Linked DNA regions of Zea mays: all the other regions are linked to region 2. Evidence: chromatin contacts called from public Hi-C data. All regions are on one chromosome and are shown on one strand. The core of a region is the stretch at or near the end of the contact, and the rest is flanking DNA. Distances in the headings are between cores, read along the strand shown.

Region 1 (2,700 bases), core at 43-2,542, 220 kb after region 2:
TGTACCGGATTTACTCCGGCGGCTGCTAGTCGCGGTTAATGAAGGCGACGAGCTTGGCCATCTCGGCGAGCGCCTGCGGCGAGCCAAGCTTGGTGAGGAAGTAGACGTGGCCCTCGCCGGGGGTCTCGTACAGCTCGGCCTCGCCGGGCCAGCCGCTGCCCTGGAGCGCGGCGTAGTACCCGCGCTGCCAGGGGCTGAGGCGGTCCTGCCCCGACACGGTGACCAGCACGCGGGAGGCGCCGAGGTGCTGCCACGAGGAGGCCGGCAGCAGGAGCGGGTCCGCGTAGGGGTGGTTGATCGGGTACCTCCCCGCGCAGATGAAGCTCCAGGTGCGCGCCGCGGACTGGAGGTACGCCGGGTCCGCGGACTCGGCGCCCACGGGGCTCCGGCCCTGGAAGTAGGGGTCCAGCAGCGCCACGCCCTTGATCCGCGCGCCGCCGTCCAGGCCTTCCTCCCCCGCGCGCAGTGCCAGGTTGTGCGCGATGTTGCCGCCGGCGCTGTCGCCGGCCAGGAACAGGCGGAACAGGTCGCCGTACTGGGCCAGCCACGGGTCCGACCCGGCCGCGCTCGCCAGCACCCACCTGAGCGCCGCCCAGGAGTCGTCGTACGCCGCCGGGAGCGGGTGCTCCGGCGCCAGCCGGTAGTTCACCGACACGGCCACCACGCCCGCCCTGGCGGCCAGCGTGTTGAGGTAGGCGTGGTAGATGGGCGTGAACGCCGACTCCACCACGAACGCGCCGCCGTGGAAGTAGACGAGCACGGGCACCCGGGCGCTGGCGCGGAAGCTCGGGAGGTAGAGCCGCGCGGCGACGCCCGTCGAAGCGTCGATGGTCACGTCGCGGGAGGTGACGCCCGTCAGCGCGTCCGACGACGCGGACACCACGTTGGTGCCCATCAGCCGCTTCACGCGCCCGTTCTTGTACTCGATCAGGAACGGGGAGAAGTCGAACTTCACCTGCGACTGCGCCTGCAGCAGCTGCCGCTTCGCCGCCGCCGCTCCGGTACAGCAATGCGAGCATAGGAAGAGGGAGAGCAGCAGCGGGAGCAAGATCCGCGAGGCCACCATGGCTAGAAGCAGAGCAGAGCAGAACTCAGGCTGGGATTGGCAGAGTGTGAGACTGAGAGCTGCCTTTCCGCACCTAGCTGTTCCTCCTCCTCGGGGACTGACTGAGGCCGTCACGGAACTGGGGTCCGGTTATATGCGCGGCGCGGAGCGGAGGCGGAGGCAGCCGAGCCGACAGGGCTGGGCGCACCGCACTATTTTGTGGCGCGGATCGTGGTGGTGGGCTTTCGACGACCGCTTTAGCGCCGGCCCGCCCGGCCGGGCCTTTAATTCCTCCTCACTCTCGCGCGCTGGACCGTACCGTGCAGGGCATGTGACCGCCGCCCGCGCGATTCACTACAGTTCACACCACCCGCCAAAAAAGTTTTAAGACTGCTGTTATGCCAATGGCGCGATTTGTGCTCTTGATTTGCGAGGTGGTCGGCATGGGACTCGCGCTTTTCGACGAACTGGAAAGGTTTTTTTCAAGGCCCCACTGGCATCTGAGCGTAAAGTTGCAGGCTCCTAAAAAAAGCACGGACGGTTCATACTTCTTTAGTCCACTCCAGGCGTTTGAGCGCTGCGAAGAAAAGCTGCATGCGTTTCTTGAACCCCTTCCATGCTTGTTTGAATCACACGCATCACACTCACAGCATGGGTTTCAAGATAATCAAAGCACAAACTAAGCATCTTTCCAGAGCCATGGTGCTCCGTAGTAGTAGAGACAATTGCATATTTGGGACTCTAATCATTGTGCTTCGCAATATTGCCACCCAAAACATTTGATTCGCAAAAAAGGTACTACAAACATATTCTAATTGATTAAGTTGCCATTTAGCCTATTCTTTTCCTTTTCTAATCAAATCCCATGTATTTTGTTCCTGACAAGACACTTTTACCCCTATGTAATTATACGCCCTAGGTCACACGAATGGCTCGCCAGCTGCTGCTACTCGCTGAACAGGTCGCGGTGCTGCTCGCCGAACATCGCCAACAGGTGCTGCTCGCCGAACATCGCCAAACAGGTGCTGCACTGCTGCTCGCCGATCAGCTCACCAACAGGGATGGTCACGGATAGGAGCAGGACACGAACATGACATGAAGAGTAGGACAAACAGTAGCATGAACAGGTCACGGACAGCAGGGGCGAATCTAGGGGGGTTTATCGGGGTCAGGCGACCCCGATAAATTTTATAAATCCTTTAGCAAAATACTGTTAAAGTTCATAAAAATTTGTATGATATAGCAAAGCTGCTCTTGATGACCCCGATCATATTTTCGGCTAGATTCGCCACTGACGGACAGCAGGATGGATTCGTCACGTAGCATGAACAGGTCACGAACAGTAGCATGAACAGTAGCCGTAAATAACCATAAAAATGTGGTGAGTTCACATGTCATCACGAAAAGGTCATGAGTTTACATTAAAAAAGTTTATACTAACTGGAAGAAATTTTTTTAGCAGCCCTAGAAGTACTTATTTTGTTGAAATCAGTGGAACCATCGTTTGTTTCAGATAGCACAAAAAATTAACATATCCGGCCTTCTCTGCAGCTAATGCTATTGCCCATACTGTATCATACGTCATACGCATACAAAGTGCTACTGTAAGCAGCTCACCGACGAAATGGAGCACCAGCATAAGCGGCGTGGGCGAT
Region 2 (2,700 bases), core at 30-2,529:
GGCTAGCGCTCGGCTCGGCGTGTGGATCACATGACCGGTGAGTGCTGGCCGGTCTGGGTGTGCATAGTCAAATACGGCGAGTTCATCCCAGCCGCGACGTTTCACCGGTAAAAGCTACTAGTACCAGTTTGGTACCTGGGGTCTGGGGACGAGTCGTGCATGTTAAAGTGAGAGAACAAAGCTATAGTGCTGTCTCATGATAACCTAATAAGTATAATATATAATATACTTTATGGTAAATCTAGTGATCCTTATTTTAGATCATGAAAATATTAGTGATGCTATTTAGTTTAATATATGCTAAACTTAAAGATAGTTTACATTAGGATAAAGTCAAAAATACATTTTTTTGAAAAAAAAATGAGGGAGTACTGTTTAAGGCTGATAAAACAATCTCCTTGCAATCCAAACACTCGAAATATGTATTAGTATATACTGCTAGTAGTTCATCTTCAACAGAATACTGGAATCCTATAGTCCATCTCAATAAACCTGCTAATAGCATGTTATAAGTGCTCAATGAACACCTGCTAGTAGTTAGCCTCCTTTCATGTTGGACTTTCTCGCATCAAACTATTGGAGATCTATTAAAATTCGTTTTTAACATGTCATCAGCAGGAGAGTGATTCCTATATGGCAATGAATTATTTCGACTTGTATTGCTACTGCTACGGTCATTCGCGAAGAGTACTTCCTGCAGGTTGATATATAGCGCACATGGCGCAAGATCCCGTTCTTCTCCTTCTTTTTTAAATAAAATAAACTAGCCCTTAATATCTTTGCTTCGTTCGTTTATAGACCGACAACAAAAAATGACAATACTGGGTTTAGAACGAAAGCTACTTTCTATGACATGCTGCCTTTATTTTAACTTATATAATATAATTTATTGCTAGAAAATCTACAATAGTTCGACTTGGCTAAACCAAGCTTACATTTGTGAAAAGAAATAGGAGAATATGTAGCAACCGAGCAGCAGTAGAGTACACAATCGCAATCTGACGCCGCCGCCGCCGCAATTTCTCGCCCGATGTCCACCTCAAACTCTACGAGCTAGTATTTCTTGCTTAGCCTTCAACCCAAAGGATTACGAATTCCACAAACGCCAACAGGCTCTCCTTGCAAGCCTCTCTTTTTAAGTTACGGGGCACTTGTCATGCACATGGGCGACCGAGCTCTTCCATTTATATCTCTACCACTCCTCATCGGTGACCGGACGAACGCCGGGAGAAACAGGCCGATCCGTAGCTGCCTGCACACATCGGTGATCGTTCGATCCATGTGCGATTGATTGATCAGGGAGGAGCGAGTGATATAATGCCTTGCTTGGCGCAAGAGTTCCACCCGAAGCTGCCCGCGGCGAACCACTACTGCAAGTCCTTGTCGTCGCTCATCCGGGAGACCTACGCGCACTGCCATGTCCCCTGCGTCGGGATCGCCGGGTGGAGCTCCGGCGGGGACAGCGACGACGACAGCGTCCTCGACGAAGCGCGAGATACCAAGCAGGTAAGGACTGGCTGATATGATGTATAGTAGCGCGTAGCTCCCGATCCAGTCCTTGGTCCGTTCACGGAATTCGCTAAGCCCTCCATGAATGATTGTGCAGGTGATCCTCAGCGAGATGAGGAGCCGGCAGATGAAGAGGCGGTCCAGGTGCAGCGTGGACTCGCCGACGCCGCTGCCCCTGCCGTCGTCGAGCTCCGCTTTCGCCTGGTCGTACTCGTACGCTCCGCTCGGTCCGAGAACCGTTCTCGACGAGCTGTCGAGTCCCAAGACGTGCGTCGTGGTGGAGGGGGCGGCCGTGGCCGACGACGACGATGGGGACGTCTACTGCGACGCGGACGACGAGAGCGAGGCGTTCTTCTCCGTGAAGAGCTGCTTCACGCGCAGCACGAGCCCGAGCCCGAGCCGGGCGGCGACCGCGGCGTCGTCGCCGCGCATGATGACAGGCCCGTCCCCGCCGATGCTGCGCCGGTCGCCCGAGGCCTGGGAGCGCTTCCGGGACTGCGACGGGTGGCCGTTCGGGCTGTGCCGTCGCCCAGCCGTCCTCCCGCTGCTGCCGCCGCTGCCCAGCACGCCAGCCGACTCGTGGAAGTGGCGCAAGAGCGTCAGTACAGTAGCCTCGCCGCGCAGGCGCAGCCCAACCCCGGCTTACAGACACAAAGCAGCCACTGCTGCTACGCTAGCAGTAAATGACCGCGCCGCCGCTAGTGGCCTGCGTGCTTGAATGCGAGAGTTCCATAGGGATTCTACATTTCTACAGGACACGAAACAGTTCATTTGCTCCGACAAAATGGTGAAGCTTCCCGCAGGATTCCTACGCGAAGATGTGGCATGCATGCTTGTTCGAGGCCTTGATCTTTTGCAAGGATTTTTCAGGTGCACGTGTTCTCAAAAATAAACTCTGGTTTACTTTTCAGTTCTTGTGAGTGGGACGTACGCTCTAGTTTTCTTTTTTTTCTTTTGGCCTCTACTCAGAGAGATCTCACTCGATCTTCATTGAGACTTTCAGTAGATGGTGTTTCTATCTAGTCCCGATTCACTCCACGTTTTTCTTCCTAGAAAAGTTCGTGAAGTTCTTCGTTCGATTTGGATGAGATGAAGACCACTTTGAACCGCTGCACCAGCGCTCCGACATGTAAAAGCAGAGACGGAACAAAGTGCAGATGGAGGAGCACACGGTTGGGTAGCTTTACCCGA
Region 3 (2,700 bases), core at 102-2,601, 250 kb after region 2:
TGGAGCCGCGCCATATAATAAAAGGTTGTAGTTCCGACATGGGGTCACTCACGGGACGCGCTGCCGCTGACCGCTGTGGCCGATCGGTCGGACGCTTGCGGGTCGTGTCAGTGTCGCCGCAGAAATCTCGCTTGCTACCTGGTCGTACGCCTTGGTTACTGCATCACCCTCTCAATCCGGCGATAAACAAGAGAAATGTGAACAGCGCCTGGTTGTGTAAATCCGTGTCACGGCACGTGTAGTAAGTCTTCGTCGGATCGACACGTGTTGCCGCCCGGCAGGATTCAGAGCCGTGCTAGCGCTTTCAGTGCCATGAAATGAATGAATGAATGCATAGCAGTGGGTTTCATCAATCTCCGTTGTTCGAATCCGGCTGTGCCCCCCGTCACCTAACTCCAATGATTCCAACCTTGTTCGAAAAGAGGAGGAGGATATCAACGCTACGACTCTCAACCTCTGATTCTGCGGACACGCTGATTGCCCCCGCTACAGCGAGCTTTACCCTTGCTCCAACTTCTGGGCAACTCCGCTTGCTTTAACATTCCGGCTACCATCAAGCGGGTCGATCGTGCTCGCCGCCGTACTAATTAAACCCCCTGAAACCGCCGAGCCGTGCCCGCGCTGAAAGGCAACGGCGGCAATGATGATCTCGACGGCGACCGGCGGCGCCATCCCATCACGCCGTTCGGAGCTTGTTGTTGGGGGAGTTGGGAGCTGCCGAGAGACGTCTCGGCAGCCTGCGACACGTCTGCCCGTGCTGGAATGTCTTGGCGACTTGGACTGGAGCCTCCACCGGCCTCATCAACCGCGGCCTGGCAGGTCGCCTTCGCCGGTATCGGGGTGCTCGGGGACTCCGTCCGTCCTCCATGAATGAATGGAGCTCCGTGCAGCGCACATGCCGTGCCCATGCCCTGTGCGTACGAAAACACACGGGATCGACGACAGCCGGTCAGTGAGCGACTGAGCGTGCTCCGGTCCTTAAAGCCGACGGCAGGGACCACTGAAAATGACCGAGGCCCATCAAGCACATGAGCCGGCCGGTTGCGGTGCCGGCGCAGGGGGGTCTTTGTTCCTTGTGCGTACACATCGATATTTGGACTTAATTTTTTTTAAAAAAAAACTAAACATAACACAATTATAAAAAGCGAATATATCAACATACTAGTGACTACTGCTCCGACGGAGTACGTACTCTAGCTGTAAAACAAACCAGATGTGTCAGTACATGTACAGTTGATGCTTCCAAGTTCCATACCCTCCATCGAATTTGCCAGTCAGTCTGTCTGTCCCGAAGCCTACCCAGCTGTACTCTCTGCTTTAGTGCACCCACACACGACACGAGCACGAGGGGCCCCGGCTTAAATAAAGTGCGGTTGACACAAGCTGGCAGCAAACCTCATCAGTAGTAGCTGGACACACGGCTTGGGGAATGGATTTGGGGGTAGTCGTGCATGGCTGAATGATGAGTAGATTCTGAGCATTGTACCCTGTCTGTCTGATCGGGCCGCACCTCGTTCAGTTATTAGAGCATATTTAGATTACCGGATTAAAGTTAAGTTCATCATTAAATATAATAAACAAAACTATAATAAATTTCTACTCATCAATTGGCCACCGTTGGTTTAGCCCATCCAAACAAGCCCGGCCCGTCTCTGCACTAGTATGTAGTATCTGACATGTGAGTGAGCCCAGGTGTGTCTGCACTCGACAGTCACCTGCCGGTAGCGATAGCCGAGTACTGGCCAGTACAAACGCACAGAAGTTCCTCTCGACATTCACCTGCCAGTAGGCGGTAACCCCGTACACCCGTACTGATCTTCTTGTATCCTTCCTGGGTCCTGCAGACCACGGTGGTAGATCAGATCTGACAAAACGTCCCCGACGCTATTGAAAGCGTCCCAGTCCCATGGGCGTTCAGTCCTGTCCTTCACAAGCCGCTCCAGCTCCATGACTCCATCACCGTTCACCGCACGCGCCGCGGTCCTGGGCTTCCTCGTGCCACGGCCGCCTGCGCTGGCGTCGTGTCCTACTGTCCTGGCTGTGCGGCCGTCGGAAAAGCCGAGCCAATCATTGCCCTAAATGCGCGCCGGCCCCCAGTTCAGATCCGTCACAGCAGTAGTCCGCAGCTGCGTCGGTCCGCCGGCCTCCCTCCCGCTCGGCAGAGGAGCGTGCACGCACGCATGTGAGCCGCATAATTCCCTGCGCCGGCAGCTAGCATCCCCTTGGGCCGTGGCAATGGGCGCGGGGACGAAGGGTCCTGCGCCCGCGGCCCCCGTGATGTTGGCTGCAGCGGTGCTCAGCGGTTCTTCAGCCTCGACGTCGGCGGCCTACGCATCTGATCCCATTTCGGAGGGAGGAAGCGGAGTGCGGGCAGCAGACTCGTCGGCTCGGCTCCTCGCCCGCGTTCCTTAGGGTATGTACAATGGTGTTTAATATGTTTAAGGGGTTATTTGCAAAAAAACTTTAGAGCCGTCTCTCTATTAAGAGACGTCTCTGACTCGTAAACCAAGTAGCAACAGACGCTTCACTTCACACTATACGAATTTGTCGTCTGTTCTATCGATCTGATGCTATATAAATACATTTAATTCTGTATTTATTAATAGACTACGTTTATAAACACTCCATTATACAATAGAGTCTTTTAATTGTCTCATGTGCTTGAAGAACCGTTTTGATGTCTCTCCACTGTACATGTCC

Evidence for each region. A called contact is a pair of places that touch in the nucleus more often than the background predicts.
Region 1: a contact with region 2 is called in a Hi-C map of leaf, with 5 times the contacts expected there. The contact joins the promoter of LOC100285937 here to the promoter of LOC100276620 in region 2. A contact is called at or near these places in 5 of 25 Hi-C or Micro-C datasets (ear, leaf and tassel).
Region 3: a Hi-C map of ear shows a contact between it and region 2, with 2.9 times the contacts expected there. The contact joins the enhancer-like site here to the promoter of LOC100276620 in region 2. A contact is called at or near these places in 4 of 25 Hi-C or Micro-C datasets (bundle sheath, ear, endosperm and 1 more) and 1 of 3 datasets of contacts at active chromatin or transcription factors (leaf).

What each region holds. Positions count from the first base shown.
Region 1 is chr7:132,071,330-132,074,029 of Zm-B73-REFERENCE-NAM-5.0, forward strand. It overlaps LOC100285937 (gibberellin receptor GID1L2), which reads right to left and starts at 1,293. Exons shown (of 1, transcript NM_001158826.2): 1 at 1-1,293. The coding sequence starts at 1,066. The coding sequence ends at 26.
Region 2 is chr7:131,847,454-131,850,153 of Zm-B73-REFERENCE-NAM-5.0, forward strand. It overlaps LOC100276620, which reads left to right and starts at 1,280. Exons shown (of 2, transcript NM_001150366.1): 1 at 1,280-1,506; 2 at 1,607-2,419. The coding sequence starts at 1,318. The coding sequence ends at 2,227.
Region 3 is chr7:132,099,885-132,102,584 of Zm-B73-REFERENCE-NAM-5.0, forward strand. No RefSeq gene overlaps it. Among protein-coding and RNA genes, the nearest start is that of LOC100272258, 26 kb to the right of the region's middle. Within about 2 kb of position 1,352, at least 20 of the 20 cell types and tissues checked have an H3K27ac peak or open chromatin away from gene starts, as enhancers often do. A contact at or near this core is called in bundle sheath, ear, endosperm and 2 more, where this site is marked.